Regions from separate parts of the Mus musculus genome. Here regions 1, 2, 3 and 5 are each linked to region 4. Evidence: chromatin contacts called from public HiChIP or PLAC-seq, Micro-C and promoter capture Hi-C data. All regions are on one chromosome and are shown on one strand. Each heading gives the region's core, a stretch centred on a gene start, on an enhancer-like site or on the middle of the called end of the contact. The rest is flanking DNA. Distances are from core to core; before and after follow the strand shown. Region 1 holds the start of Gpcpd1 (glycerophosphocholine phosphodiesterase 1). Region 2 holds the start of 5330413P13Rik (RIKEN cDNA 5330413P13 gene). Region 3 overlaps Rassf2 (Ras association (RalGDS/AF-6) domain family member 2). Region 4 holds the start of Cds2 (CDP-diacylglycerol synthase (phosphatidate cytidylyltransferase) 2). Region 5 overlaps 5330413P13Rik (RIKEN cDNA 5330413P13 gene).

Evidence for each region. Promoter capture Hi-C pulls out the DNA fragments that hold promoters and counts their contacts. Hi-C and Micro-C count contacts between places; a contact is called where the count stands out from the background. HiChIP or PLAC-seq counts read pairs in DNA pulled down with a chosen protein or histone mark.
Region 1: a Micro-C map of embryonic stem cells shows a contact between it and region 4, with 4 times the contacts expected there. The contact joins the promoter of Gpcpd1 here to the promoter of Cds2 in region 4. A contact is called at or near these places in 16 of 39 promoter capture datasets (the 3T3-L1 cell line, the C10 cell line, the HPC-7 cell line and 10 more), 16 of 484 Hi-C or Micro-C datasets (B cells, CD4 T cells, CD8 T cells and 13 more), 5 of 115 datasets of contacts at active chromatin or transcription factors (the 230-238 cell line, effector CD8 T cells, extraembryonic endoderm stem cells and 2 more) and 3 of 9 other capture datasets (adipose tissue, liver and pancreatic islet).
Region 2: an H3K27ac HiChIP or PLAC-seq map of epiblast stem cells shows a contact between it and region 4. The contact joins the promoter of 5330413P13Rik here to the promoter of Cds2 in region 4. A contact is called at or near these places in 6 of 39 promoter capture datasets (the 3T3-L1 cell line, 3T3-L1-derived adipocytes, the C10 cell line and 2 more), 2 of 115 datasets of contacts at active chromatin or transcription factors (embryonic stem cells and epiblast stem cells) and 1 of 9 other capture datasets (adipose tissue).
Region 3: a contact with region 4 is called in a promoter capture Hi-C map of macrophages, with 6 read pairs. The contact joins the enhancer-like site here to the promoter of Cds2 in region 4. A contact is called at or near these places in 3 of 39 promoter capture datasets (the C10 cell line, the HPC-7 cell line and macrophages), 1 of 15 datasets of contacts at CTCF or cohesin (the NIH/3T3 cell line), 4 of 484 Hi-C or Micro-C datasets (B cells, CD8 T cells, bone marrow-derived macrophages and 1 more), 7 of 115 datasets of contacts at active chromatin or transcription factors (bone marrow-derived dendritic cells, double positive thymocytes, forebrain and 3 more) and 4 of 9 other capture datasets (adipose tissue, liver, macrophages and 1 more).
Region 5: a promoter capture Hi-C map of erythroid cells shows a contact between it and region 4, with 23 times the contacts expected there. The contact joins the enhancer-like site here to the promoter of Cds2 in region 4. A contact is called at or near these places in 7 of 39 promoter capture datasets (the 3T3-L1 cell line, 3T3-L1-derived adipocytes, the C10 cell line and 3 more), 1 of 15 datasets of contacts at CTCF or cohesin (embryonic stem cells), 3 of 484 Hi-C or Micro-C datasets (B cells, the N1E-115 cell line and short-term hematopoietic stem cells), 9 of 115 datasets of contacts at active chromatin or transcription factors (the SCID.adh cell line, T-cell acute lymphoblastic leukemia, bone marrow-derived macrophages and 5 more) and 3 of 9 other capture datasets (adipose tissue, liver and macrophages).

The regions. Positions count from the first base shown.
Region 1 is chr2:132,574,432-132,580,499 of GRCm38.p6, forward strand. It overlaps Gpcpd1 (glycerophosphocholine phosphodiesterase 1), which reads right to left and starts at 3,817. Exons shown (of 20, transcript NM_028802.3): 1 at 3,637-3,817.
Region 2 is chr2:131,846,399-131,851,757 of GRCm38.p6, forward strand. 5330413P13Rik (RIKEN cDNA 5330413P13 gene) reads right to left here and starts at 1,258. Exons shown (of 3, transcript NR_029381.1): 1 at 1,174-1,258. It also overlaps the pseudogene Gm14281.
Region 3 is chr2:132,003,393-132,009,043 of GRCm38.p6, forward strand. Rassf2 (Ras association (RalGDS/AF-6) domain family member 2) reads right to left here. Exons shown (of 11, transcript NM_175445.4): 4 at 3,974-4,125; 5 at 1,916-2,004; 6 at 907-1,067. Among named protein-coding and RNA genes, the nearest start is that of Rassf2, 24 kb to the right of the region's middle. Within about 2 kb of position 3,274, at least 166 of the 459 cell types and tissues checked have an H3K27ac peak or open chromatin away from gene starts, as enhancers often do. A contact at or near this core is called in B cells, the NIH/3T3 cell line, adipose tissue and 5 more, where this site is marked.
Region 4 is chr2:132,261,584-132,267,739 of GRCm38.p6, forward strand. Cds2 (CDP-diacylglycerol synthase (phosphatidate cytidylyltransferase) 2) reads left to right here and starts at 1,565. Exons shown (of 13, transcript NM_138651.7): 1 at 1,565-1,914. The coding sequence starts at 1,861. It overlaps Gm46766 (a long non-coding RNA gene), which reads left to right and starts at 1,921. Exons shown (of 2, transcript XR_001783482.2): 1 at 1,921-2,157; 2 at 4,778-6,156.
Region 5 is chr2:131,819,120-131,824,872 of GRCm38.p6, forward strand. It overlaps 5330413P13Rik (RIKEN cDNA 5330413P13 gene), which reads right to left. Exons shown (of 3, transcript NR_029381.1): 3 at 887-4,385. Among named protein-coding and RNA genes, the nearest start is that of 5330413P13Rik, 26 kb to the right of the region's middle. Within about 2 kb of position 1,367, at least 58 of the 459 cell types and tissues checked have an H3K27ac peak or open chromatin away from gene starts, as enhancers often do. A contact at or near this core is called in the N1E-115 cell line, bone marrow-derived macrophages, erythroid cells and 1 more, where this site is marked.

The sequences.
Region 1 (6,068 bases), core at 2,567-5,066, 320 kb after region 4:
ACTATGGAGCCACTGTCACATGTACATCAATTAGAAGATGTAATAGTGAAATGTTATTTTATAAATGTGTAAAATGCTGAATGTTGTTTTATAAATGTACAGTATCATATTTACATATATGTAAAACAAAATTAATAATGTCATATAATGTTTCATTTGGACAAACAGTATCGTATATGGCAACTCTACCGTTTTTGGTTAAAAACTCCAAGACTGTACAAGAAAAAAAAAACGTGTTCATGAGCAAAATAATTTATTTATAAGATACCTTATTTGATTTTGTGTCTAAGAGTAAGCAAGATCTATTCATGTGTATACATCCTGTGGTTGTTCTAGAATTGTTAAAAAAAAATCTTATATAAAAGTTGTAGATTAAGCCGGGCGTGGTGGCGCATGTCTTTAATCCCAGCACTCGGGAGGCAGAGGCAGGTGGATTTCTGAGCTCGAGGCCAGCCTGGTCTACAAAGTGAGTTCCAGGACAGCCAGGGCTATACAGAGAAACCCTGTCTTGAAAAAAAAAAAAAGTTGTAGATTATCTGAATATTCAATAGTTCTTTTAGAATAGCTGACAAAACCCTGAGCATACAAGCACTTTCTAATGAGTAAAATGGTTCATTGAGATACTGCAACCTTCCATTTAACAGACCCAAATCTAACCAAAAAAGCTTTAAAGTTACTGAATGAATTTAAATGTTGTTTTGTTTCTTGAGACAGGGTTTCTCTTTGTAGCCCTGGCTGAATCTATAGACCAAGCTAGTCTCAAACTCAGAGATCTGCTTGCGTTAGCCTCTGAGATTAGAGGTGCCCACCACTACTATCCAGCACACTGAAATAATTTTAAGAGACAGACTAAACCCATAACTCAGCAACTGACTGAATAACCAACTTCAATTTCTCTTTGTGTTTTAAGAGAGAAAAGGGGAAAGGGAGGGAGGACCAAGGTACACACATGACGGTCAGAGGCAACTTGCAGGAGTTGGTTCTCTCCTCCCATGAACGGTCCTGGGGATCACACAGGCTCTCAGCAGTGAGGCCCTCAGGCCTCTCAGCAAGCTTCCTTTTCTGGTGAGTCTAACCAGCCTATAAATCTTACACTGTAATCTGAACTTTCACCCAGTGTTTACAATTCTAAACTAAGGTCAAGCTCATCTACAAGACTTCAGAATTGGTATTCAGCTAACTACTCGTTGGCTATAACCAATTCAATCAAATGTAAGTGATGTCACATGTAATTATTTCCATGTACTCACACTAACAGTGAGTACAAATTTAGCTCTAAACATCTACTTCATTAGACAACCAGGAACAGTCTGGATATTTAATAAAAGAGAAAACAGCCAAGTTTTCTATCTCTACAGTTGCGAGATCGCGCTGACAACTCAGCAGTAACAGCTGCAGCTGGTGCACTACACAGAGACAAACACATGGAAACACAGAACAGTCCAGGAGACAAGTGCCATCGTCCACTTGAATTGTCAAAAGTCAGCAATCTAGTTCAATTCTCACCCCTCAAAAACTGTAGCACCATACCAAGCAAACCTGGGAAGGCGCTGTGCTGGCAGCTCACTTGACCATGGACAGAGGCCAAAATTTTGGTGCAGGACAGCTTCAGCACCCAACCGCCTCCAAAACAGCAGTAACAGTGTTTTAGAAAGTACCTGTTCTACTGAGGATCTCAAAGTTTACATCTACCTTTATTCTTCTGCTAAACAAACAAAAATATCCCAACTTGGATGAAGGAGGTCTTTCAGATACACATAAAAGGTAAGAGTAAAAACTGCTAGTAACTGCACACCCGGCTGAGACAGATAACCAGCTCACCTACCGCCTCACTACGGAGTTTGTTGTTTTGGCTTTGGTAATTCCTTTCCCAATGCAATTCCCAATTTGTACTACCTAAAGATATATACTACACAGCACGTTTAGGTAAATTTGAGCTGTTAATTTAATTTGCTTACTTATTTTTGAGGCTGGATCTCACTTCAACGCCCTGGCTGTTTTTTTGGTTTTTTTTGTTTTTTGTTTTTTTGTTTAAAAAAAAAGTGTGCATTGCAGCCTGTGTCTGGCCCATTTGAAGTTTGTTAAAAGACTCAAGGAGTTTTTAAATGTCACCCACCATAACTTACTGACATCAAAACTTTTCACAGTTCCTCCTGACAAAAAAGTTTATTCTTTTTTGCTGAATGTTTTCAACTGTGGACCTAGCTAGTTTCAGACCTAGCTGGTTTATCAGCTTGAGAAACATACTGGAAATTTAAGCTAACCCCAAAGGGACAGAAACATTTAGCTTACAGCTGAACTGAAAGTGGGTATTTTTAGCTAAAGCACATATTTCTGGCCAAAAAAGAACATCTGTGTTTTCCTTTAAAACTTTTCAAAGAAAAAAAAAGCTGTTTCTAATTCTCCTCGATTCTAGCAGATTCTCAGAATATCCTATAATTAAGAAGCAGGTTAAGTGACCACACTGATGTCTGCCCGTGTTAGTGGGGGGATCACTATGGCCCCATTTCTCAGACCTCCATATACTTTCAGCTAATATTTTAATCAAACATATGCAGACAAGAATGGGTTTTTCATTAAGCAAAGGCATTAGCCTTTGGACAGTCCTTAAGCCAAATTAACATCTCATCATCTTTAGACATGCAGTGGGATTTTTTACAAATGCTTTTCATTTCGTGTTGATATCATTTTCATATGCATTTATTACACGTTTTTATTATATACAAATAGTTGACTCACCCACCAACTTTTTATACACACCAAATATTATTCAGTTTTCTTGTGTTTACCAGTTCTCCGGGTGCAAATTTCCTGTATCTCTCTTTACAGATTTAAATTTTGTTTAGAACACTGATTTCCCCTAGTATGTAAGCCACTGCATGGGGTTTACCAGTTTTATTTTGTGCTGTGTGTTTCTAGAACACTGAGCAATTTGGGAGAGAGGGGAGGCTGACAGCTTGTATTTATTCTTTTCCTTATTGTGTTAGAAATGTAGCAGGCAGCAGCTTGAAGGGCAGAGTTAAGTGGGCAGGAGACCCAGAGTGGCAGGGGACAGGAGTATAAGAGGGGACTCTAGACCCGACCATGCTTGCTGCTTGCAGAGTCAGAGAATCGCTAGAAACCGGCAAACTCCAGGCTTCCAAGCCCTCGGGCTTCTGGCCGGACCCGGCAGATGAAGCAGCACGGGGCAGCCACTGCCTCCAAGCCGGCGACGCCAAGGGGACCGCAGCCCTAAAACGTCACCGAGGGCACGGACGAGGAGCTACACAAAGCCCTGGGTTCCCCCCGCCCGGCTGTACTGTCACCCGGAGTTTCTTTCGCGGGCACTAATTTCTAGGCACTTTGGGGAAAGAAGCAGCTGTCAAAACCGCGCGAGTCACCAGTGCGGGCGCGAGGTGACTGAGGGGGCGCGGAGGAAGGGAGGCACCGAGGGCTTGGGCTCCAGCTCCGCCGTTTTCTTTGTTCCCCTATTCTCCGCCCGGGATTTCCGTGGCTGTCCTGGGTCACGCCGCTCAGTGGGACCGCAGCCGCGCGTGGCAGCCGGGGTTCCAGCCGCACCGCGGCTCCGGAACACCAGGCCGCCCGCCCGCCCGCCCCTCCGCGTGAGCGCCCGCCCGCACCGCCGGCCCCCCTCACCTGCCGCTCCGGGCCGCGCCGAGAGCCTGGGCCGCGGCCGACGGAGCCGAGCGTCAGCGCCTCGCCAGCGCTCCCTTAGGTGGCCCGAGGAAGCAAGGAGCCCAGTTACAGCCGCCTCTCAAACCGGTTTCAGCTGCCCTAGACTAAACTGCCAGCCCACCCCGCGGGGCGGGGTCGAAGGGCGGCGGGGCGGGGCCTGACGTCACGCCCGGTCCGGTCCTGGCCAATCGGCGGCCGCGCGCCGGGGGGCGGGCTGCGTGTTCCTGGAAGGGCTGCCCAGAGACCTGAGGTGGCCCGACAGCCTTAGCCCATCTGGCTGGGGTCAGCTGAGGTACTGAAGGTCAAGGTGGTGCGCCTGTAATCCCAGTGTTGGGGAGGTTGAGCCAGGCAAGTAGACTCGAGTTCGAGGCCAGCCAAGGCTATAAAGTGAGATCCTGTCTCAAAAAAGAGAGCTGAGGGAGCCTGATGTTTTCTGGAAACTGCATTCCTTAGGAAACAATCACAGACTAAATCCTTAAAGCTAAAACAAGGAGCTCAGAACAGCTCAGTGGATAAAGGCATTGACCACATTTGAAGATCTGAGTTCACCCACTGGAATCTACATGGTGAGAGAGACCAGACTCCTGTTGACTTCTAGAAGCCTGCTGTCACAAACCCCAAATAAATAAAATAAGTCAATAAATAAATAAAACCAAACTAGAGTTGTTCTTTGCTTTCTAAAACTACCCTTCCTCTTCTTCCTCCTCCTCCCCTCTCTCCTCTTCCTCTTCCTCCTCTTCTATCTCTGTGTGTGCCTCCAACCCTAAATCAGCCCAAGATCAACCACTAGGTAACTTCTAACACAACATTATGTAATCGGGTTTCACTTCAATTGAGATAGTGAGCATCAAGCAGAATCACCTTTTCGTATTGAAGGTCCACTGCTCTACATCTGCTAATTGCTCGCTGTGACTTCATTTCTCTGCTGTTAGTCATACTTAAGTGGTGTTTTTCAAGAGTCTACTTCCTTTGAATGTTTTTAGTATATCTCATCATTTAGTCAAACTACCATTTGTGCAATATTTATGGTTCGGGATGGTAGATCTAACTCATGCCCCTCCCTAAATCCTCTTAAAATATCAAAAGATCTGCACCTGATACAGATCTGTAATCCTAGAATCTCAGAGGTTAAATCAAGGTTGATATGAGTTGGAGGCTTGCCTGCCTGCGTAATGGGTACTAGACCAGCAACAGCTTACATTACAAGACATTGTCTCAAAACAACAATAAAAGTATGGTTGACCCAACGTATCCTTGAGTTCCACATTGGCAGATTCAAGCAATCACAGGCGAGAAATGGGGGGAAAAATGTATTCGTATTAACATATAAACGAGGGGGAGAGGGATTTAAAAATAAAGGCATATGCTGGGTGGGAAAGATAGCTCAGTAGTTAAGAGTGCTTATTCTTGCAGAAGACCTGGAATTGGTTCCCAGCACCCACATGGCAGCTCACAACTTTCCATAATTTCAGTGTAGGGACTTCAATGTCCTGTTCTGTCCCCGAAGGGCACCAGTCCCATATGTGGTGCATACATACATACACATACATACATACCACACATACATACAAAATAAACTTAAAATAACCCCTAAAGTAAGGGGTATGCATTGCTTATATGAAGATAGTATATTAATCATATAAGAAACCTGAACATTTTGGAATCCTAGTTGAGCTCTGTAACCAACCCCCTACAGATTCTGGGAGATAACTTGAATCCACACTTGAAGGATGGCCTATGGCCAGAAACAGAGGTTTCTACAAGATAACTAGCTAGTAACAAGAGATGATTTACAAAGAAACCTGAATCCATGAAAGTCGAAAAGGGAAGTGTTTACTGTGCATGCCTAGAAACTCTGAGAGCAACCCCTCTATCAGTCGTGGGACTGGTTCTGCCACCACAGCTCCTAAAGGAGGGCTGGGCAAGCCGTGTGTCCCCTCCTCTGGCTCCTGCTCTGTACATGGGATGTTATGGGATGTTATGGTTCCTCGAACATATCGTTAATGAGGTTAATCTGAGAACTAACTTTATTATTACCAGAAGGGCACTGAGTATTTTAAACTTCACAGAAACCCTTAGCATGTGCCATCTCACTGGATTCTGAGACGTATTCTTGGTTGTCTGGGATAAGCACACGATCTCATTTTCTAAGTTTTTAAATGTGTTCATGGGAAAGGTTCCCAGTCTAAGAGCTCAGCCTAGATGTGTGTTCTGCCCGTTACTGCCTGTGACATTATGAATATAAATCTTCAGCAAATGACTCGTTACTACTAATGGACTTTGACAGAGAATTCCAGGGAGCCCACTTACTTTCTGAATTTTAAATTTCCAAGAGGTAAAGTTAGGCTGTTTGATGCTAAAACTGCTCCAGTTCCGGTTTACTGAAATTAGTT
Region 2 (5,359 bases), core at 8-2,507, 420 kb before region 4:
TGGGTAAGCCAGCTTCCAGCTTACACTGTGGTTGTCCAAGCTTACAGGGCACGTGCTTTCAAAAGGCTTCAGTGTGAGAGGGCTGAGTGACGCACGCTTGTCAAGATTCCTTTAACAACATTTTGCAACGCCCTCATGCCTCCTAGATCTTCAGGAAAATGAGTGTCATGGAAGCTAGCAGGAGAAGCTCCTGCCTCCTATAAGAAGTCCTTGCCCCTCTCACCCCTCCCCCACACCATCATCTCTCAGCTTACATGGTAGCTGTAAGAACCCAAGCAAACTTCCTTTCATCACTACTTGTTGGAAGCAACACGCCGTCCACAAGAATAAGCTGGGAGTCTTAACTCTGCTCTTGTAAATTCTGAAGAGGTTTTGTTGCTATCTTTTCATGGATCTACCACAATGATATGAAGGAATTTATCTCATATACCTTTCATGTGATGTCTTTGTTTCTGGAAGCACAAACCTGACTCTGGTCTTTATATGTGGCCTTATCTTCCCACATCCTTCCCTCAAGTACTCTGGGAAGAAAAAGAGAGATCCCTGCTAGACAGGAGAGGCTCTAAGTATTTTCAGAGCACAGTTCAAACACTAAGGCAAGTGCTACTGTTGACAGAGTTCCCCGGTTACTGGGAATCTTCCAGAAGCTGCTAAGTTTCTCCTCAATAGTCTAGCAGAGCACACACGTCCTGAATCAGCTGGCCAATGCAGAAAACAAGTCTTCATTCTATTGTTCTAGAGACTTTACAGTTTCAACACCACAAAGTTGAGCAAGCACTTATTAATTTGTATTCCATAAAGAATAGGGCATAGGCTTACAAGAAATATCTGCTTGTATACAACAAAAATATTCAGAATGGTTGTGTGTGGAGGTCACTTCCCAGAAATTCAGAAGGTATCTGAGACTATACATAAAAAGATCTGGGCAGCATAATCACACGTATACTGTCCCCCAGCCACAGACACCGACCACGGCAGGCTCTGGTCTCTGATAGACCTTTTTCAGTTACACGAAGATGACACCATTCTTGACAAACAGCGTTTTGTTGCTACAGAAGATCTGCCAGGATACCAGGCTGCTGTCTCATAGTGGATAATCACAGGGTGGGGGTGGGGGGTGGGGGTGGGTGGAGTGGCCCTGTAGGTCAAACGGGAAACAGCCTCCAAACCTACCTGGGGTCACTTCAATTGTTGTCTGCTGCCTGAAACAGGATGGGCTCCCTGTGAGCACAAGCCTGACAAAGCACACCATCACCAAGGCTACCTCCAGGTGGCCAGGGACCCTGCTGTGTACTGCCTTCTGACTGGCTGAGTCCTGCGTGGTTGCTTAGGAACTGTGTAGACTCCAGAGCACAGCTGTGCTGAAACAAAGCCGATTTCCCTTTTGAGGCTGTCACGAATTTCAGCTAGTAAAGGGAAGGATGTTGCTTTGAGCCAAACCTTGAGCAAATTAGATGGTTTGTGTGATCATAGATCCAAGCAGTTAGCTTTTTTAGTTTACACCTTGGAGGGGCATTAACAAACAGCACGAGACACACACACACACACACACACACACACACACATCAGTACGACATTGGTTTGTGTCGAGCATTGACACAGCTTGGATGATTTTACAGTTTTGACTGTTACTGAGCAGTGGTTTGAATGAGAATGGCCCCCATAGACTCATGTTTGAATGCTTGGCCCCCAGTTGGTGCAACTGTAGGAAGCATTAAGAAGTGTGGTGCCTTGTTGGAGGAGGTGTGGCCTTGCTGGAGGAGGTGTGGCCTTGCTGGAGGAGGTGTGGCACTGGCGGGTGAGCTTTGAGACTGTTCACATTCCCAGTGTGTGTTCTCCTTTGCGTTTGTGGAAGGAGGTGTGAGCTCCCAGCTGTTCCTGACACCGTGTCTCTGCTCCACCATCATGGACTCTAGCTCTCTGGAACTATGAACCCAATTAAGTACTTACTTCTCTAAGTGGCCTTAATTGTGGTAGTGTTTTAGTCACAGCAGTAGAAGAGTAACTGATACACTGACTGTGGAGACTTCTGCTCCCAAATCCTTTTGTTTTGAAGCTGTTGCCATTTGTATTTCTCAGGGGTTGGAGTGTTTGTTTGTTTCCATTAGCATTTATTAAAAAGGTAAAAGAAAAATCACTTGTTAATGTAATTCTTCACTGCAATCTGCAGGAAAAGAAAACCTTAAAATATGTATCTAGGAAAGAAACAATAAATAGGAACAAAAGCAAACTTAAAACACAAGCAATCTATGGTCCGTCATATCCCAAACAAGTGAGCATTCATTTACGCAAATGTTTGTAGCACTTTCGATTGTGATATTTCTTTTTTTTTCCATTTTTTATTAGGTATTTAGCTCATTTACATTTCCAATGCTATACCAAAAGTCCCCCATACCCACCCACCCCCACTCCCCTACCCGCCCACTCCCCTCGGTTGTGATATTTCAAAACTAAAAAAACGACACACAATGTTCTTCAAAGAGTAATGGTCATTGGGCTTAGTGACACCTGAAAGGCTGAAACAGGAAGACTTCAGATTTAAGGCCCACCTGGCCTCCAAAGTGGCACCAATCCTGCCCGACAATGAGGGTCTCATTTAGTGAGACCCCCTCAAAACTTAAATGAGGGCTCGGTAGACAGCTCGGTGGAAGAGCATTTGCCTAACCCGTGCAACGCCTTAGGTTTAATTGCCAATTCCACCACAAACCAAAACAACAGAGAAATAAAAATGGCAAGCACAGTTTGGTGCATTAGACAACAAGAAAAGCTAAACTAGGGATACCCATAACTACATCCTGTTCTCCAGCTTAGCTGAGTAAGTGTAGCTCTCACCCCTCACCAAAGAAACTTGGTTTTGTAGCAGATGCAGACCACACACACACCCCATACACACCAACCAACCAACCAACCAACCAACCAACCAACTACACACACACCCCATACATACCAACCAACCAACCAACCAACCAACCAACCACACACACACACATACACACATACACACACCCCTAATCAAAACCCAAGAGAACAACTGACCATGGGGTGTCCATTCCCCAGTTGATACATCTATAACACAACTCCTACACCCAAGGCTCAGAGAACATCTTAGAAGAGGAGACAGAAAGCTGAGAAGAAACAGAGGACCAGGAAGTCTGCTGTGAGATTGTGCCTTCTAGCTATGACAGGGAAGTTAAACCCAAGAAATCTCAACATGGCTTCCCAAACAGGACTGGAACAATTCCAACAACAATGGACATCTTAACATAAAGGAGGGAAATCTCATGAGACCCACCCACATCCAGATGAAAAGCACGGCAGTTATAACTACTGAGAGAGGGAAAGTTAGCCTGCCCCAGGGATGAACGCACTGATTGGTCTCCATCACCAAGTGGGCATCCCTAGAAACATGTGTGTGTGTGTGTGTGTGTGTGTGTGTGTGTGTGTGTGTGTGTGTGTGTGTGAGTGCACAGGCAATGCTAAATGGGCTCAATGGGCAGTACTAGTCACACATATCTGTAACAACAGTGGTTAAAGAAGAGGAGGGTAGGGCAAGCATGGGAGGGGTAGGAAAGCAGAGAGGAAGGAAATGATGTAATTATATTTTAGTCAAATTATTTAAGTTCTTCAAGAAAAAAGTTTAGGATAATCTCAAGAAATTTGTCTGAAAATGAAGGAAGCCAATAACAAAAGTATCTGTGCTATATAATTCCACCCCTATAGCACTTTATATATTTAAAATATCATGATAGAGATACAGAGCAGATTGAAAGTTACCAACAGTAAGGTAGGAATGGAAAGTAGGGAAGAGCTAAGTACAGGAAGTAAGTTCCGTGAGAAGTCTTGGGGTGGTGATAGAGCCAAGTGTCTTGAATCTGAACACAGAGCATATAGGTATTTGTGTAGATATCAGTACACTTAAATGAACCCATGTATAACTGGTGATATTCATACCTTTAAAGGCTCTGTACCTGGTCAGCGTTCCCAGACTGGCGATGGCACACACCCTCTGCGCACTTGATAGAAATGCAGCCTGCCTGCCCAGCTCAGGCCCACTGAAAAGAATCTGCACACGGGTAAGAGAAACTTGCTGATCAAGAAAGATACTACTGTCTGCAGTTTTTTTTGGAATCCTAGATGTTCGAGATCCAGCACACTACTTCTACGCCCCAAAGGTGACCATTTTCTGTACCCTAGCATCACCCAGAAAACTTGATAGAAATGCAGATTCTCATGCCTAGACACTAAGTAAGAGACCCAACACTGGGTGAAGCAATCTTGGTCTCCCTGGGTCCTCCAGGGGATCCTGATGCACACTTGAAGCTGCTGTTCCTGTGGGTTATCTACCAGCACTGGTATACTGAGACTTCATCTTCTACTTTATTCCACCCCTCTAGAAGAGACTCCAGTCAAGTATAGTCCTGGCCCCTCTTCTGGTCCCTCTTCTCCAAGCTGGTTGTGAATCACATTCGCATATTCTGCCACAAACAATCTTTCAACAGGGAAGAACATGGAAGTCCTCCAAAGCCCGCTGTCCTAGGTCACTGAGTCACACGAGTTTCTGTGAAAGACATAATTTCCCATAAAGACCAAACTCTAAAGGAATGCGCGTTCCCATTAGGCCTAGCCTAATGAGCACTCTAAATTAAAGGAAAGGTGATTATTTCTAGAGCTACCTAAAGCCTTCATCCTCTGCCCAGAAGTGAAGCCGGGGAAGTAAGATCCATTTAACTCAGTAGTGCCCGAAGCGCTTCACAAAGCGGGTTCCAGATGTGAACTCCACTAAGTGTAAATAATAATGCTAATAACATCTCATTCTCTTTATCTCTGAGGCTGGGAGGATCAAACCCGATAGACACAGCTTCAAAGGCATCTCCCAACCCAGATCTGGGAATGAGTGTGTTCCGACAAGTCTCCAGCCTCAGTTCCTGCATTCCCAGCAGTCAGAGGTTCCAACTCATCTGAAGTGGTATTTGAGCCTCTATCCCCGTGATTGTCTCTATAAGCTTAGCGGCACTAAGTCCAACAAGCACCATCAGGGAAGAAACCCACGTTCAAGAGGCATATGTGCTACTGTTTCATCTTCCTCTATCCCTAGAAGTGCTTAGAATACTTGCATGAATTAAATCAAATCTTTGACTTGTCAAGACAGCTTTTAAAAATAACCAGAGTCTGTGGACGGGGTGGCAACACAAGGCTGGCAGATAGCAAGATGGTGGTAAAACAGAGCCTGCAGTTACTCTGAGGAACCTGTGAGGTTTCACTGTTGGCGGCAGAGAAGAGGGTGGGTTACCCTGCCACTCTAGAGCTGCTGACCAGGGGCTGCATAACTGAAAACTATGCCTAGCAGGAAAGCAGACTC
Region 3 (5,651 bases), core at 2,024-4,523, 260 kb before region 4:
GTGGCAGTGTGCTGAGTTGAGACCAGTAGCCTTGCTCAAAAACAGTCATTAGCTCAGGGGTCAGACAGCAGCTGAAAAAGGAATAAACCATTATGGTCCACTTTCAGCGGGTGCATTTGCAGTTTGTCAGAGAACATGGAGAAGCGGGAGAGTCCAGCCCCATGCCAGTGCTCCCTCGACTGAACACTCTCAGTTTGTCCATCTGCAGCCACTCTGCTACATGACTGAGCCCAGGGATCAGAAAAGGAGGGAAATTCAAGCCCAGGACAGAAATCAGAAAAGTTTGCATCTTGGGCCTATTGGATAGGAAATCTGGGGAGTGAGCAATGCTAGACCCAAGGGAGACTGATTGTACCTCCCTAAAGAACTCAGCCAACTAGGAATTTAAGGGTCAGTTAAATGAGATTAGGAATATAAAAAATGCTGTTTGTACCAAATGGCATGCCAGCCTTCTTGCCTTTTCTTGAGGATGCTATTGACTTTGCAAATTCATAAAATATATCGATTTTACTACTGAGCCCAGGGCTCTTATTATGAAGTGAGGATCTTCTCACTCCAGGGGGGGAAGCAAAAGGTGCTGGGTGCTGGGGGAGGCCAGGGGTGGGACCAGGAATTGACTACACAGATGATGTGCCAAGGCGGGGGTGGGAGGGAGCTCGTGGAACTTGGAAGGCTAAATCTGCTTTATATAGGCACTGAAAGCTCCAACACTTCGTGCAGCCATTCCTCACCCAAAGTTCCATATCTCTCAAGAAACCACTGAAGCCTCCATGACACTTACAACCCTCAAACTGAACTGAAAATGCCTGCCTTCCCAGATGCATCCCCAGGGACCACGTGGCACTGAAGCTGCAAACCCCAGGAAGTGGTGATGTCCCCAAGGTTTGTCCTCCACGAGCCCTCTACCTTGTGGTTATAGAAATGGCCATTGATGGAGAAGCGATGGCGTCTGATCCGTCGCTGGTCACTGGATGTCCTCACGTTGCCACGGCGACGCACCCCAACATCGCTGCGTGTGCGCATCAACTGTGGGGTGTCCTCCTGCACAGGCTTCAGGCCTCTGGAATCTTGGAGGAAAGAGGAACATGGGCTGTTTACCTGAGCCCAGTTATCTTTGAGGCCAACTCTTTGGCACTTACTGTCTCCCCAGTAACATATTTTATAAAAATAATTTTCTGCTGGGGGAGACACAATGTGTGATTTACTGAGAGTAACAGTGCACAGGTTCCAAACACGGGCCTCACAGCTGGCTCCCAAGTTCAGATTCCAGCTCTAACCCCTGGCTTCTCTTGCCTCTGTTTTCTGGAGGGGTTACAAAAGCCTCTGCCTTGTGGGATCAGAGCGAGGCTGTAAGTAAGTTAACGCACATAACAGGGCGGAGAAAAGTGCCTGGCTTAGGCTCAGCATGACCTACGGGGCTTGCAGGACGCTGCAAACAAGCTGCCTCATGACCAACCTTGAGGCCTTACCCTGAGTTGAAACTAGTCATAAAATAAGTACTTTGTGAGTCAACTCCCAAGAGGTGCTCACAGCAAAGTCACAGAGACAGGAAGTCAAGTGGTGGCTGCCACTGGTGAGGGGACTGGGGGACTAGAGCTACTGCAAAAGCTGCCACTTGTCTGGGGAGAGGCCCAGAAGGAGCCGCACCCACTCCGGGTGGTGGCAGCAGGCCTTCTCCTTGGCGTCATTTGGATTTGCATGGATTTGCTTGTTTCATCTCAAAGGACATTTTGCAGGTTGCTTTGAAGGAAGGAAACTGAAGGGAGAGGAGGTGGGAGAATTTAAAGTCTTTCCTTTTAACTTTTTAAAAAGCTATTGATGCGTGTGGATTTTACAGATGTAGACAAGAAGTCACAGGTTCAAACACAGCTGTCACCCCGTGGGCCTCTAGCAGGAGGCTCTTTCTATTGCTCACCTGTTGGGCTGTGTGTCTCGAGGCCTTCAACTGGCATATCCACTTCTGAGATCTGAACAGTGGGCATGGTGAGGGGCTTCAGTGTGGTGCTGAGGGGGTGCAAACAAACAGCAGGCTTGTTTAGACCTTGAGAGGACAGGTCCCAATTTCACGGCCCCCTTCCTGCAATGGGAACTTTTATACATGCCATGTAGGGAAACTCAAGTATTTGACAGGCAAGCAAGAGGCAGGCAAGATGTGCCGAGCATCCAGGAGGCTGGCCCAGATCCCATTCTAAGTGCTGAGGGGGGCAGGAAGCTCAGGAGAAACATGTTCTGTTCCTTCCTCTGCAAGAACCCAGTTCATTAGATCCAGAAGGAAGAACCCAGAGCCAAGTCCATGCACTGAGTCTCAAAGCACATGTGGTGGCCTAGGGCCCATTTTCTAGGGACACGATTCCAAGCTGGGTTTCTTTCTGTTGGAGGAACATCTCAGAAACTGGCCCTGGCTTCTTCGGCTCAGGAGTGATGATGCTCTCAGGGTTGCCATCAGGAGAAGGGACCACAAAAGCTCACCTGAACTACGCGACCTGGGTTTGCTGTGGTAACTGGGAATATTTTCTGAAAGCCCCAAAGAGCCATGGAGTCAGCTCAGAAAAACACATCCAAGATCAACAGGGGATTCAGTCTGAAGGGAGAGTCGAGTTTCTCAGGAAGGACCAGAATGAGAAGAGGGGAGGGGCTCCCTAAGGCATACATTCTTAGAATAATGGCTTTAAGGAAAGAAAAGTAAAATTGACAAACTGGAAGAATTTTCCCTCATAACTGTCTAAGCCTCAGTCTGTGCCCTTCCGAGAAATGCAGGCACTGGGTCCAGGTGGCACCCCATCGCCACTGTCCAACGCGGAAACTGGTCTGAGCATCTCAAACACACTCCTGCGGGCAACATTTAAGTTTGGCTGGCATTTGGGACATGCTTCTGAAAGCCCTTAAAATATTTACAGGCTTCAGGGACCAGGTTGTCACTGGAGAACGCAGAAAAACCTGGAGTGCAGACGGAAGGACCCCTAGGCATCACAGGAAAATGGGATCTTTAAAATCATCTCACTTGGAGAACAGAATGTAACAATCTAGAGGTCAAAGCTGGGCACGGACAGGATCTGGCCCACCGGAACTGTGAATGTGCTGAGAGCAAGCCCAAGAGCCCTGACCAGGCTTCCCCGTGCCCAGTGGGCAGGGCAACAACTTCCCTCCTTAGTCCCAAGGTTGGTTCCAGGATTTGGCTCTTCTGTGGATATTTCTCAACTTAGGACACTGATCCACTTGGCCGTGGAATGTAACAACATTCCAGGCAGCCAGCAGGGAAGGAGGGCTCAGTTCCCCTTTAAACTTGAAAGCACGTCATTGTGGTTTTGGCTGAGTGGCCAGCACACTCCACCCAGGCTCTGGCCCGAATGCCGCCCACCTCAGCAAGTTTCGAGGGGAACAAGGCTAGTTAGTCACTTGATCTCAAGACTGAAGTCCCAGAGAGAACAAGAAGATCGGCCCCGTGCCAGCATCCAGCTTCTCATTCAGTCACAGAAGGTGGGAGAGCAGACATGCTGCTGTTCGCTGACCTTGCAATGAGGTTCAATAGAGGACCTCCTAGACTCCTGCCTCCTGCCATGACCTGTTCCAGGTGTACAGAAGCTCGCTGGCTGACCTCACTCGGCTGGCTCAGACAGAACATTCCTTTCTCTTCTACTAGGTTCCACCAAGAGGGAGAGAGCTTTGATCAGTGAGTTCAAATCCTAGATGTCCCTGGAGCAGGACCATTCAAGTTGGGAGGATGTGTGTGTTGGCACCCTGTCGGAAGCCTCAGGCTTGGCTAGGGCTCCTGGAGGGAGGGCCCTCTGCTGCCCATTACCCTGTACTCCCCATTGCTGACTCAGAACCACCCCTCTTCACTCTGTGCCTGTGGAGTCAGGCAGGTGAGAGGTCCCTTTGTCCCCATCCCAAACCTGTGGCAGATAGCAGTTGGGGTGCTGGGAACTGGACCAGCAGCCCCCAGATACCCTCAAATTCATCTCCCTTCACTCACCCCTGTGCGCCCAGGTTACAGCCGGAGTGCCAGGAGGAGGAGGATGGAGGAGGACGGATGCGTTCGTGGTCATCCTGCATCTGCAGCCGAATGGGCCTGCGCAGCCCCCAGGAGATGTTCAGTAACCCCTCCACAATGAACTCGTCTTCCTCCTGCCATGAAACAACCGAGGGTGCTGAGCCCAGAGTGGATCCATAGGATGCGAGGGAGGGAGGGAGCAGTGAGCAAATCCTAGCTCTGAGGCACGCTCTGCTGGGAAGTTCCAGCTCCTCACAGATGACCTCAAAGGTCAACAGCACAAGGTTCTCAGCAGCATGTGGGAGATCCCCAGCAAGACCCTGTTTCTTTAAAACTGAGACACACGTGGGCAATTCATCAAACCGTTTTTATTGCCTTCATCTTAATGACTTTAAGGAAATCAGAGTACAATAAGAGGTGTGATAGCTCCTATCTATAGTGTCAGGACTCAGGAAGTGGAGGCAGGAGGATTGCCAACAGTTCCAGGCCAGGATGAGCTTCAGAATGAGCACATGACCAAAATCAACAAGGAAGGAAGGAAGGAAGGAAGGAAGGAAGGAAAGGAAAGGAAAGGAAAGGAAAGGAAAGGAAAGGAAAGGAAAGGAAAGGAAAGGAAAGGAAAGGAAAGGAAAGGAAAGGAAAGGAAAGGATAGAGGGAGAGAGGTGAGGGAGGGAGGGAGGAAGGAAAGGAAGGAAAGAAAGGAAGGAGAGAGGAAAACAATTAAGATGGAAGGAAGGAGAGAGAAACAGAGAGAGGGTCAGAACCTCTCTTAAAATAACAGAGACTGGCCTAATTAGAAGCAAGGACAAAACCCTAGAACTGGCTGTTTCCCCTTGCGTTTAGCAATCTGACCTGACTTTGGGTAACAGAGATTCAAAGCTTCCCCCAAGTTTACTTACAGAGCACGTTCCTAGAGCAGAAGTGTTGCCTTAAAAGGTGTCAAGTGTCTGCTAGCTGCAAGCCACAGTCCTCATCTAATTATTTTTTAAAGAAGAACTAACTCCCCCAGTGTTTTTCATAATCTAACACACCACTACACCTCCCAAGAGGCGAATAAATCCTTCAGGAATTCCAAAGTTATACTCAGAGGTTGCTGACTAACAAGAAGTTCAACATAAAACCCTCCCAGATGCAGCCCCTCCAATCCTATTTTGACTGTGAGGTCTCAGAGAGTTGACGACAGGATTGTTCTAGTTTGTTTACAAGATGTTCCCGCAGGCTACATGCTAAAGGTTTGCTCCCCTGCTTGTGGAAACCTTAGGAAGGAGGGCCTAGCTGGAAGAAGTGGGCCACCCGGTCTCTAGTACCTTCCTGTGTGTCTCTACTTCCTACCTACCATGAGGTAAAGAACTCCCACCACCAGCATCTTCTGCCTGGGCACAAAAAGCCAAGTGTCCACAGGCCAAGCCCTCTGACACTGTGAGCTCAAACAAATCCTCTCTCCTTTTAAGTTGTCTGTCAGGCTGTGTGTTCATAGCTGCACAAAGTAAGCCAAAGACAGAAGCAGGACAGCTATGCCAGGTCCTGGTTCTTGCTCACAGCCCAGCCACCAGTTAAGGACCAGGCTCCTCTCCCTTCTGAACCCAAGCTTTCACGGGTGTCAGAGAAGGATCATGAAGATCTTCAGGATGCCTGTTTAATGGTCAACAACTGGCCTGG
Region 4 (6,156 bases), core at 315-2,814:
CTTGCTCCAAGGAACTTGACGCCCTTAATTATCAGAAAATAGTCACATGATATTATCACCACCCTTCACCTCTATCCTTTTTCTTTTCCTTTCCTACATAGTGATAGGGTGTTGAAAGGGTGGAAGAAGAGGGTGGAGAAGGGTAGAAGAAAGAAAAAAGCCCACAAAGTAGCCAAAGTCTGGCTTCAAAAGGTATTTATTTCTAACAGAACAAAGCAAAAACCCAAACCCAACAAAACCAGCAAACACCAGTAGAGGAACAAGAGCACCCAAGCATTTGTGCAAAGCTGTTAAATAGCAAATAAAATGCAAAGACCAGAGGGCTGAAGTTTGTCTAAGTATTTTGCTGTTAATTTGAAACATCATAACAAGAATTTGAGAATGTAAGTCTTTTTCAGAACTCTTCCTATTTTCTGAAAACTCACAGCTCTGGTCAAAATCTCTAAAAGGAACCTGACCCTTGGTGTGGAAGACTTCTTTGAGATTGCAATCTGGCTAAGGACTGGGAGCCCTGTTTTGCATGAGAACAATGCTGGAACAGCACCCATAATACTGAATTCAGGCAGCATATGTGAACATTGGTTACAGCGTGGTAACAAACGTCTGAGTTCTAATTCTTACTCGTACCCTTGTAGCTGCTGGCTAAATGCTTAAACTAGGTCAGGAATAGAGGGAGGGGCTCCATAGGAAACATTCCTTTCAGCCCAAAGGTTTTCAAAGAATTAGATGTGGGTGTTAACTTACTCACAGAAGTTGTGGTTAACAAGAGCCAAACCTGAGGGTTTTTTTTTTTTTTTGAACGATTTATTTTTATACATGAGTACACTGTAGCTGACTTCTGATACACCAGAAGAGGGCGTAAGATCTCATTACGGGTGGTTGTGAGTCACCATGTGGTTGCTGGGATTTGAACTCAGGACCTTTGGAAGAGCAGTCAGTGTTCTTACCCACTGAACCATCTCGCTAGCCCATAGGTCCTGAGTTCTACCTTCAGCACAAAACAAGACAAAAACTTAAGACAAGCAATATCTTGGATGATGTTACTTGCAGATATCATATCCATTTCTAAGTGTTTTTTGTTGTGGTTGTTTGTTTTTTGATACAGGGTCTCAGTAGCAGTGGAACAGGTTACATAGATCAGATCCACTTGCCTTTGTCTCTGGAGTGCTGTGAACAAAAAAGGTGTGTGATTGGGACGAGACTATTTCTGAGTTCGGTGCTTAGACAGAATCAGTGCTCACTAAGTTACCAGCGACCATGGCTTGGCAAGGCAAAGTGAGCTGAAACAGGTTTCACCTCCTGCTATGATGTTCAGAGGTCCACCTGGTCTCTTCGTTTGGACTCCCAAGCTGAGAGCAGCAAGTCTAGGCCGCTACGAGGCGCTGTTGTCCCCCGGTAACAGGTTACCTTCTGGACCCAGCACTCGCGCGCGGGGACTTGCGGTAGGACGCAAGGACCCCATTGGTTCACTCTGCTCTTTTTCTCCCGCCCCCTCTAGGTTTTGTCCAATGAGTGTCTCGAACTCCGCTCACGCCCCCACCCCCGCCAGGCTGCCCCGCCTCCTGGCGTCTGGGGTTCCAGGCGGAGATGGCGGCAGTGCGCGTGCGCGCTGGCTCGCAGCTTCCCGGGAGGAGGAGCGAGCGGCCGCTGGGGAAACAGCGGCTCCGCTCTCCGGGCAAGGGCGGCGGCAGCGGTGCTGGGCGGGGCCGGGCTCGGGGCTAGTGGCGCTGCTGCAGGGGCTGTGCGAGGCACGGTGGGGCTGCGAGGTGCTCGGGCCCGCCGAGAGCCCGTGCTCACTGAGCCGACCCCCGCGGCCACCGTGCTGCTCACTCGGGGTGACGTCGCGCCGGGGTCCCCAGCATGACCGAACTACGGCAGAGGGTTGTCCGCGAGGACGCACCTCCGGAGGACAAGGTAGAGGCATCGTTAAGTGCGGAGGGGCGCGCCGGCAGCCTCGCCCTCTGACCTTTATCGCGGCCCTGGGTACCAGGCCTGGGTTGCGCAGAGGGTCGGCGGGTGTCTTTTGCTTGTGGGGACAGCGGTCTGCGGGCGCGGGGAGTAGCGCGTGAGCTCTGGAGGGTCTTCGCCTTCCCTAGGCCTTCCCGATGTGGACGCTGGACACCCCACAGACCTTGCTTGGGGCCCGGAGAGCGCGATGTAGGCTCACCGCTTGCTTTACAAGTATTGCTGTTGATTGGGGAATGGGGGAGGACTCAGGCCATAGCATTTGTCTCCTGGGAGATTAAAACCTTCTTTTGAACTTGATTAAAACATTAAATCTGTTGGTTCTATCAGAGAGGAGTCTTGATCCACTCCGTGAGAGGGCGGGTTAGTGAGCAGGTGTGTGCTCCCAATGGTGGGTTTGTTTACTGCGCCAAGTGTGGGCATTGATGGGGTAAAGGAGGAAGGTAAGGAGGAGGCCATTTTGGCAGGGACACAGCCAATGTGGGGGCGCTCCTTTGGTTGAAAGTGCGAGGTTTGTGTGAAGTTGAGAAAGGTGGAGGGTGGTTGTTTTACTGTGGACATTGAATGACGGACCGTATTTGTGGTTCGGATCAGTGAGTGATGAGTAGAACCGGCTGAGGTAGCCTGGACCAGAATGATGGAGACTGGTTAAGTCAGAGATTGTCAGCTTGTGACCTGCAGAAGCTCTCGTACGTAGGCCTGCGTGCTGATACGGAAATAAGGGTTCCGTTGAAGGTCTGTTTCTAGCCTGTCTTCAATAAAGGAGGAGGATATGCCGCGTTTCCCCTGATTAATAGTTGACAGAGTTTAGTATCTTTGTTTGCTTGTTCGAGACTGGGTTTCTCTTTGTAGCCCTGGCTGTCCTGGAACTTGATCTGTAGATCAGGCTGGCCTCCATCCCAGAGATCCTTCTGAGTGCTGGGACTAAAGGCACCCCACCCCCCAATGCTGTTTAAGGAAACAGCATCAAGCCTAAGCACCCACGTTTGACATCAGAACTTTTGTTTTAGATAGAATCTCTCTAGGAAGCCCTGCTAGCTAGTTTGGACCTCCTCCACCTCTGCCTATCCTGTGCTGTATAAAGGCACTAGCCCCCTAGCCAGCTTGTACCTTTTTACTGTGTTTGAATTGGTTAGAACATCAGGAAGGAAACAAGCGTAAGCCTTAGGGTCAGTATGCCAACAGTAATTTTACTAGGAAGAATAGTTCAGATGAAAGATAAAGGGTTTAAACAACTCTGTTACAGTTGTAGACAGTGGGTCATCAGAGGAGAACTCTCTTCCTTTGGAGAAGGTCTAGGGCTGAGGTCCAGATTTGAGGAGTACCTTGCAAAGACAATACTTAGAAATCGCTAATCTTCCCCGAGGATAGTGGATTGGCCCTGAAGAAAACTGTGTTCTGAATATTCTTTGGTGGGTTTGAATGCCACCTTGTCTAATTAAGGGTGACTTGAAGGTGTGAGAAGGGGGAGAAGAAAGAAAGAAGGTCTAGCTGGGTCATGCCTGTGGTCCCAGCAGAGGCAGTGGCAGGTGGATCTCTGAATCCTCTAAACCCAGCCTGGTCTACAGAGCAAGTTCCGGGACAGCCAGGGCTACGTAGAGAAACCCAGTCTCAAACAAAACCAACCAACCAGTCGAAGTCTGATAGCTGTTGGAATACATCTTCACACAGGTATTTACTGTAACAATTAGACAAGACAAAACAACTGTGATATTAGTAGGGGCGAGGCAGCTTTTACTCTCCCCACCCAGCTCTTTGGCTCCATTCCCCAAACGTAAAGTGTCAGTTGACTCTTAACATTCACTTCCATATTTTAGGTTGAGGAGCTGTCCAGCCTTAGTAATTACAAGTGCATTTAAACCACGTGTACAGTGAAAGAACCTTGTGGTTGGTTGTGAGGTCTGCTAGGCGTATGCTCCCTAAAACATAACAGTTACGCATTCTGCTTAAAAGATTGTTGTAGGCAATCGGCCCACGCCGAGTAGTGATTACTTACTGTTTCTGAATTGTCGTGCATAGGATTTTTAATAGCATAAATACAAATATTAAAAAATAAGTATTTTTTTAATAAATGAAAAAAATTTAATTTTCTTTCTTTCTTTCTTTCTCTCTTTCTTTCTTTCTTTCTTTCTTTTTTTTTTTTGTTGTTGTTATTTTGAGACAGGGTTTCTCTGTATAGCCCTGGCTGTCCTGGAACTCACTTTGTAGACCAGGGTGGCCTCGAACTCAGAAATCCGCCTGCCTCTGCCTCCCAAGTGCTGGGATTAAAGGCATGTGCCACCACCGCCCGAAAAAATTTTTAAAAGTTATTTAAAAATTAAAAAAAATGTGCTTAGGAAACAGTGAAATGCCTTTTTTTTTTTTGATGAATATATGTAGCAAAAATTTTAAAATCTGAATTCTTTTTTTTTTTTTTTTTTTCCCTTTTTTTTTGAGACAGGGTTTCTCTGTGTAGTCCTGGCTGTCCTGGAACTCACTTTGTAGACCAGGCTGGCCTCGAACTCAGAAATCCACCTGCCCCTGCCTCCCAAGTGCTGGGATTAAAGGCGTGTGCTACCATGCTCAGCTATAAAATCTTTATTCTTTAGAAAGAGGTTTGCTGTAATTTATATTTGCATGTGTATGTGCATGTGTATATGCATGCCCTCGGAGGCCAGAAGAAGGCATTGGATCTGCTGGAGTTCCTCTTTTGGGTGCTTGTGAGCTGCCTGATATGCATACTGGGAACTGACCTCTGCTTCTGTGCAAGAGCAGCAAGCCCTCTCAGCTGTGGACCCAGCTCACCACCCAATTCTTGTGTATTGTTTACTAGGCTGGAGGAAGACTTACTGCCACAATTCTGATTTGCTAATACTGTTGTGTCACAATCCAAGGGCTCAGAGGTGAGGAAGCATACATGACTTTTAGAGAAATGAATTGTGAAATTTGAACTCCGTTACTTCATAGTACAAGAATCCAAAACATTTTTTTCTTTTCTTCTTTTTTTCCTTTTTAAAGATTTATTTATTTATTATTATATAAGTACACGGTAGCTGTCTTCAGACACACCAGAGGAGGGCACAGATCTCATTACAGATGGTTTGAGTCACCATGTGTTTGCTGGGATTTGAACTCTGGACCTCAGGAAGAGCAGTCAGTTCTCTTAGCCACTGAGCCATCTCTCCAGGGCCCTGAAGAACAATTTTCAAGGCAATTCTTCAAAGAACAATTTTGAAAGATTCCTCAAAATGTTATTATAGTTGCTAAAATGTGTTTGCAAATCTGAGTTGTTAATAGACAATCACCACTATGAAAATAATCTGAAGAATGTGTTTGTAAAAGGTCAGGAGGAATTTTGTTATATTTAGCATCTAGAATGGAATTCTCAAAGCTAGTTGCTAATAAAGGCAATGTTCTCTGGGATCTAGAGTCCCAAAGCAGTTGACAAACTAAGACCTTTGGAAGTTAAGCTTTAGGACAGGTCGCTGCTGCCTGACCATGTTTTCCCAGCACAGCCCAGGAAGCTAAAGGATGAAACCTGGACCAAAACACTAAAAACACTCGGACTGGCATTTCAGGAGACTTTTTGTTAGGGACTTAAATGGAAGGTTCTGGATTTTCTGCTGTACTTAGATGCTGATATGGTTTGAAAACATAGCATTAGTTGTTTAAGGGGTTCTATTCTAGATGGATGAAGTTAGTATAGATAGGCAGCAGGTTGTTTGCTATTTATTAACAGGGTTGTGTGCTCTAGGCTGGCCTCAGAGTTGTTATTTAGCTCATGCTGGTCTTGAATTGGAAATCCTCCTGTCTCTGTCTTCCCAGGCTTGTTATTAAAGGTATATGCCAACATGGCTAGAAAGGAGAATTCACATTTTAATTGCAGATAAATCAGAGTGTCTGTGAAATCAGCCTATCACTAGGCTCTGCCATGTTACCAGTGGTGTAAGTCAGTTGTCAAAACCTAAATCCTAAGTGGGAAAATTGAATGTGCTTCATGGATTAGTGTGTGTACAGGTTATGCACTAAGACAGAGCATGGCTGTTGTAAGAACATGTTAGCACTGTTGCTGCTGCTGGTTAAAACAGATTTTAATAAAATTTAAATTAATTTTTTTGTATGTGTTGGTGTTTTTTACTTTGTGGGAGTCTTTTTTCCACCCTTTCCACCCTTTTCTTCCACCTCTTTAACACCCTAACACTAGTTAAGAGA
Region 5 (5,753 bases), core at 117-2,616, 440 kb before region 4:
AGACTTGCCTTGGTCATGGTATCTGTTCACAGCAGTAAAACCCTAACCAAAACACCCTCCCATGAATATAATGTAGGATGGTCAAATTTAGTTAATGTACAAATCACTTCACATTCTTGTTTTTGTAGGAAAAAAATATTTTAAATGTATTCTCAGTAACTTTGAAGTATAGGATAGATAATTATTAGCTCTGCTCATCATGAATTTAGTATGAAAGACTCATGTTTTTGTGAGCCTTAGAAGTAATAAACTTCGTTCTCTCCTCCACAAATCCTTATGGGCGATTGCATTATGGCCCCATTCACCTTACATTTTACTTGGCTATGTTTACGACTTGGAATCTTTCAGTCTAAGCATACAGTTCGCATTTCCATTTGTCTAAGTCCCTGGTCTTCAGAAGCCTTTTGGAGTCCTGTTACTTTATCCCTTTTACATTAAGTTTAAGCCCAAGGCTTTCTCTTTTGCACCTCCAGGATGGACAACCTGTCTCTTTCCAAACTTGCACGAGGGTGAGTCTGTTGTTTTTTCTTAAAGCATGGTGCTGGTGTGGGGGTTGGATGCAAATGTTGTTTCTAACTAAGGGTATGTCCAGCAACCCCTTTTTACTTAGTACTTACTATGAAATTTAACATGCATGTTTTCTAGATGCTTAAGAAAGACGCCATCACATCTAGTCCCTTGGGTTGAAACTAAGTAAATCTCATTTTAATTAGTCTTAATGTATATGTTCCAGGAATAGAGTATTAATGATCTTTTGAGTCTCATATAAAATGCTTTAATACTTCCCTTATCAAACATTGTGAAGTTTAACAGAAAATTAAAGGGAATAACCAGCCTATTTTGTGACACATAGTGTCCATAAATATCACAAGTGCATATGACTATTGATATAATTAATAAATTTTATTTTACTTATAGTTTTACAAATTGTGGGAATTTCAGGTGAATCTGTCCCTTTTAATGTGGCTTCACCCTTGTGAGGATTTGAAATTTAAAACATATTTATTTCATAATATTTTTGTATATTTGAGAACTTTAATATAGTTTGCTAATATCTGGGTGAGAAATTTGGGACTCACAGTAAGTGCTTGAATTCCTGATCCTGCACTACTCTCACTGAACACTGGGGGGCAGCATTGTGAAAGAAACCCAGCAAGGATCCTCCAAAGCGTCATGAAATGTTCATACAGTTAAACCTTAAGTTGAAGGTCTGTCCTTGCCATTTCAGACTCTTCCCAAACTGTTTTTATTAAGTGTTTCGTGTATAAAAATCACACAATAATAATAATTCAGTAAGAACGATGAGAGTACCGTCAAATCCCTCACTTTGATCTTGACTCAGTCTTTGCCGCTGACCATGCTGTAGGAAACTGTAGCCTGCCACTGGCCCCGCCCTCCAGCCGTTACCGCTCTCTGCTTCCTTTCCATAGTGCATATCGAATCCTAGCGTTTTTGATAATTTCCTTCTTATGGTTTCAGGTCCCAAACTTTAGCGCCTGAAGTGTAAGTTCTCAGGAGACGGTTTCGTCCTAATATGTATACCACAAGCCCGAGAGAGATGTACAGCAAGTGTTTGCTGAGTAAATGATTGGTGCTGATGGGGGTTTGTAATGATGGTGGCAAGGGCTTTGAAGGTGGTTATAGTGGAGATGGCAGTGGGTCAGCACAAGAATCAGCAGCTGATGCTGTAGCCGTTGCCATGATACTTACCTTCTTATGGTTGGCAAGGGTGATCTGGGAAGATGGAATCCAAACCTAAGACCAGATGACTTCTAGAAGGTTCTAGAGATCTCAACCTCTGAAAGAGCTTTGTCAGCGTGTGAGCTCTGGCATTCAATTCCTAAGTGGAAATAGGGAGGATTGGTCCTCATGTGCATGTATATACATGTGCATATATATATATATATATGGGGTAGGGTGGGGTGGGGGCACCACACTCCTGCATTCCGGTCACAATTGAGGCTCCAAAGAGAAGAAAACACATCAAACCTACAGATCAGCCCAGCACATGACTGGGTGAGGAGCCACAGGCAAAACTGTGCCTGCTTATGTTTAACACCAAGGGCCCAGGGAGGAGCTGCTTGCTGTAAAGTGAAAAACTGAGCCAGCAGGGGGAGCTAGAGGGAGAAAACGGTGGATGGCTATGATCAAAGTACATTATATAAACATGAAATTTTCAAAGAGTAAAATATATGAAATACTTTGGAGGGGTTTTTGCTTTAAAAATACGATTTTTTAAGATTTATTTTTATATGCAGGGCATGCGAGGTGTCTGGGGAATGGGGGCTGCCTGTGGAGGCCAGGAGAGTGCCTTGCATCCCCTAGAGATGGGAGTTGCAGGTGGCTATGAGCAGGGCCTCTTGGAGGAGACACAATGGTTCTTAGCCACAGAACCATCATCTCTCAAGCCCCAAGGGATGGTACAAGGGAACCAGAACTTTCCAAGGGTGACTGGCCACCAGAGGGAGGAAGTGTTGGAGGCAGGCAGAGTTGGGAAGGAGAATCACCATGAGGGAAACATTATGAAATTTGACCTGCGTTCCATCATTTTATATGCTAATTGAAAGCTAAATGAATCAGTAAAAGAAAATTCTATTAACGAATGCACTCTATTCATGAACTGCAGGGTTGGCTAGACTCCTGGAACGCATACCAGACACTGAGAAACCTGCCTGCCATCCCTGCCCAGGCTCCTTAGGATTTTCAACAAACCATAGTCACCCAGATTGGCATGTGTGAGATCAATCTACACTGTCCCAGGCAAGCAGCCCCCAGCCTCTTCAACACAAAAGCCAAGCACAAGGGTATTGTGCTAGAAATGCAAGCCCACGAGGTAATCATGGGAGAATCAGGCTCAGAGGCAGCAGAGGAAGAATTCCTGCATCCCAGATACTCAGACCATGGAAAGGGAAGATACAGTCCAGATGTCTCCTGACCAATGTGCCTCTCTTCCAGGGAGGGTGTGGTTAGCAGGGGCTCATCAAAGAGTCTGGGGAGCCCTGGCCTAGGCCAGGTACCGGGTTCTTCTGGATACTGGTGTCACTGGGATCTCAGAGTGCACTTCTGCTCAGAGAAAGTTTAAATTACAATGTCATCCCAATACATCTAGGCAGATGGAAAAGAAAGAGCCAGCCATTAATGGAAAGTAACTAAGCCTCATTAAAGTCCGAGAAAGTCATGTCCATACACTGATAGCCACAGCCCTCCAGTGTCTCAGGCCAGCAGAGAGAGAAGTCCTGGCCATAAGGGGCCTTCCTCTGGCCTTACATGGACTTTTCAGCCTCCTCCTCCTCTTCCTCCTCCTCCTCTTCTTCCTCCTCCAGACCTCTGTAGATGTTAAGGGCTCTTAGATTTCACCTAGTGTCTTCTTCCTTCCCCCTGACTTTTCTTTCACTCAGGGATCACTCATATGCAGAATCAGTGTGCTCCTTGAGCCCCACACTGTCTTTCTGCCCCGACACTGCACCTCCAAGCCCTGGAACCTACTCTTCCCACCAGATCCCTTGAGGCCCTCCTCAAAGCCCTAGAGCCTGCTAACAGGCTCACTTCCTTCCTCAGACAGCTGTCGCTGCCTCCTCATATAGACTCACAACCATTGTTAGAGGGATGTCTAACAGCATTGTGGTTGTGCTAAGATCCACGGAATAGCACCTGCTATGTTAGGTTAGGGGCTGGAAAGACAGCTCAGGGGCATCTTGCAGAAGACCTGGATTTAAGATGTCAAAAGCCTTCCTGCCTCTCACAGACACATGCAGCTGACAGTGTCCCCTATATCTCTTGCATACACTATTCTTTCATTCTACTCTTTATGTGGCCCCCAAGCTGAAGGTCCCCATTGGACATAAAAATGAATTCCTTGTCCTTGTCCCGAGTCTACCAAGCAGCAGTAGTGACCATGAATAAATTCTGTCTGTGATTGATCCATGACAGTGTGTTCTTTTGACAGTAAACACCCATATCTGAGATGGGTTTTGTAAGACACAGCCGGACCTTCCCCAGAAGACCTCCAGTCCCGAGGGACACTGTCCCCTGCTTTAGAGACAATCTTTCTGTCCCTGGAAGTTCATGAGTAGACCATGTGCCACTTGCTTTAAACAAAAGAATGGAACCTTGTGTCCTATTCCGGGTCATCGGCTGAGTCTCTCAGGAGCAGCAGGAACAGGCTTGGTCTCGAGGCCCGGAGGCGGAGAACTGGTGGCTTTGTCACGGGGTCCTTGTGTTCCTCCAGGTCAGCACCCTTGAGTGAGGGAGGTCCAAGGACAGGGTGCCCCTCTGAGAGCAGCATGCGGTCTTGTGACATCTTCCCAGGCCAGTGTCCTTTGTTGTCATGTTGCTTTTTCTGTTCTTTTCAGCACGCAAGGAGACGGCATCTCAACTCTCCTTCCCTGAGATAAACAGACATGGACACCTTGTGTCTCTCTCATGACCTCCCTTGTCCCCCCTCCTGGGAACGGTCCCCCAAGAGGGATAATCGAGTCATTTTGTTGCTTGTCACATTGCACGGACCTCTCTGCCCTGCCATCAGTGCAGAGCTGCAGAGTCCTGGGACAGGACCTGCCATCAGTGCAGAGCTGCAGAGTCCTGGGACACAACCTGCTCTGTGAGCTGGTGCTGCCCCTCTGTTGCTTCCAGTGACAACAAAATCATGATTCCCGCCCCCCCCCCAGGACCAAAGTTCACAGTGGGCTCTGTGCCTCCCCAGGCCGAGAACTGGTCTCCGAGGAGTCTTCTAACTTAACCAGATGTTGGTACACCTGAACTCAGGCTACAACCTCAGGGTTCCTCAGAGATCAGCCGTAAAGTCTCCCCTAGGTGTCATCTCCATCTCTGCCTCGGCAGGGTCTACCCCCAGCTGGCTTTGATGCAGCTAGACTCCTGTCCACTCCCTGAGCCCCATGGAAGGGAGCATGTGAAGTCCCAAGTGAGTGTGGATTGTTTAACATTGACACAGCTGTTTTAAGGACTCCAGTGCCTTAGACCAGTGGGAGGGGCCAAGCCTGCCCTGGGTGAGGCTCAGGGGGACGGCAATGCCTTCCTCCAGTTTATGTGTGGTTGTTAATAATGTGCATAGAAGATGTCTACCATTGCTCTCTCCCTACACACCCCACCCACTGCCTGAAAGCAGCTCACCTGCAGAGACTGGACCTGCAGAGATCAGAAAAGCTCATCTCCCTGTTCTATACACAATCTCTGCCTTCTTATTTATATGTATGCAACAACCTACTTCCATGTCAACCCTATTATAAACAGGCTGAGCTTCCAGATGCTGCAGTTTCTCCATCAGGGCGCCCAGACTGCCCAATCCCAGCTCTCCTGGACTGGATGCGCTGGACAGGTGACAGCCACCACCTATTAAAGCCTTCCTATAACACAGGCCCTGATTCCCAAGGGTTCCAACAAAAAGGCACAGAAAGGGACAACGATACTCCCACAGCTCCAAAGCAAGGAAGTGACAGAATCAGATTCCATCCCAGTTCCACTTCTCTGTCATTGATAACACCTGATCCACAGGTGTGGCTTGGCCCTCCATAGACACCCTGAACCTCGAGACATTTGCAGTGACCACATAATCAATCTCTCTCTCTCTCTCTCTCTCTCTCTCTCTCTCTCTCTCTCTCTCCCTCCCTCCCTCCCTCCGTCTCCTAATTGTGGTACATTCTCAGAAAGTAAGTCACCATTTTGACTGCCTCCAAGTGTACCATCCAGTGAGATTATGTTCAATCACATGGTTATGCCACCTCCGCCGCCACTGC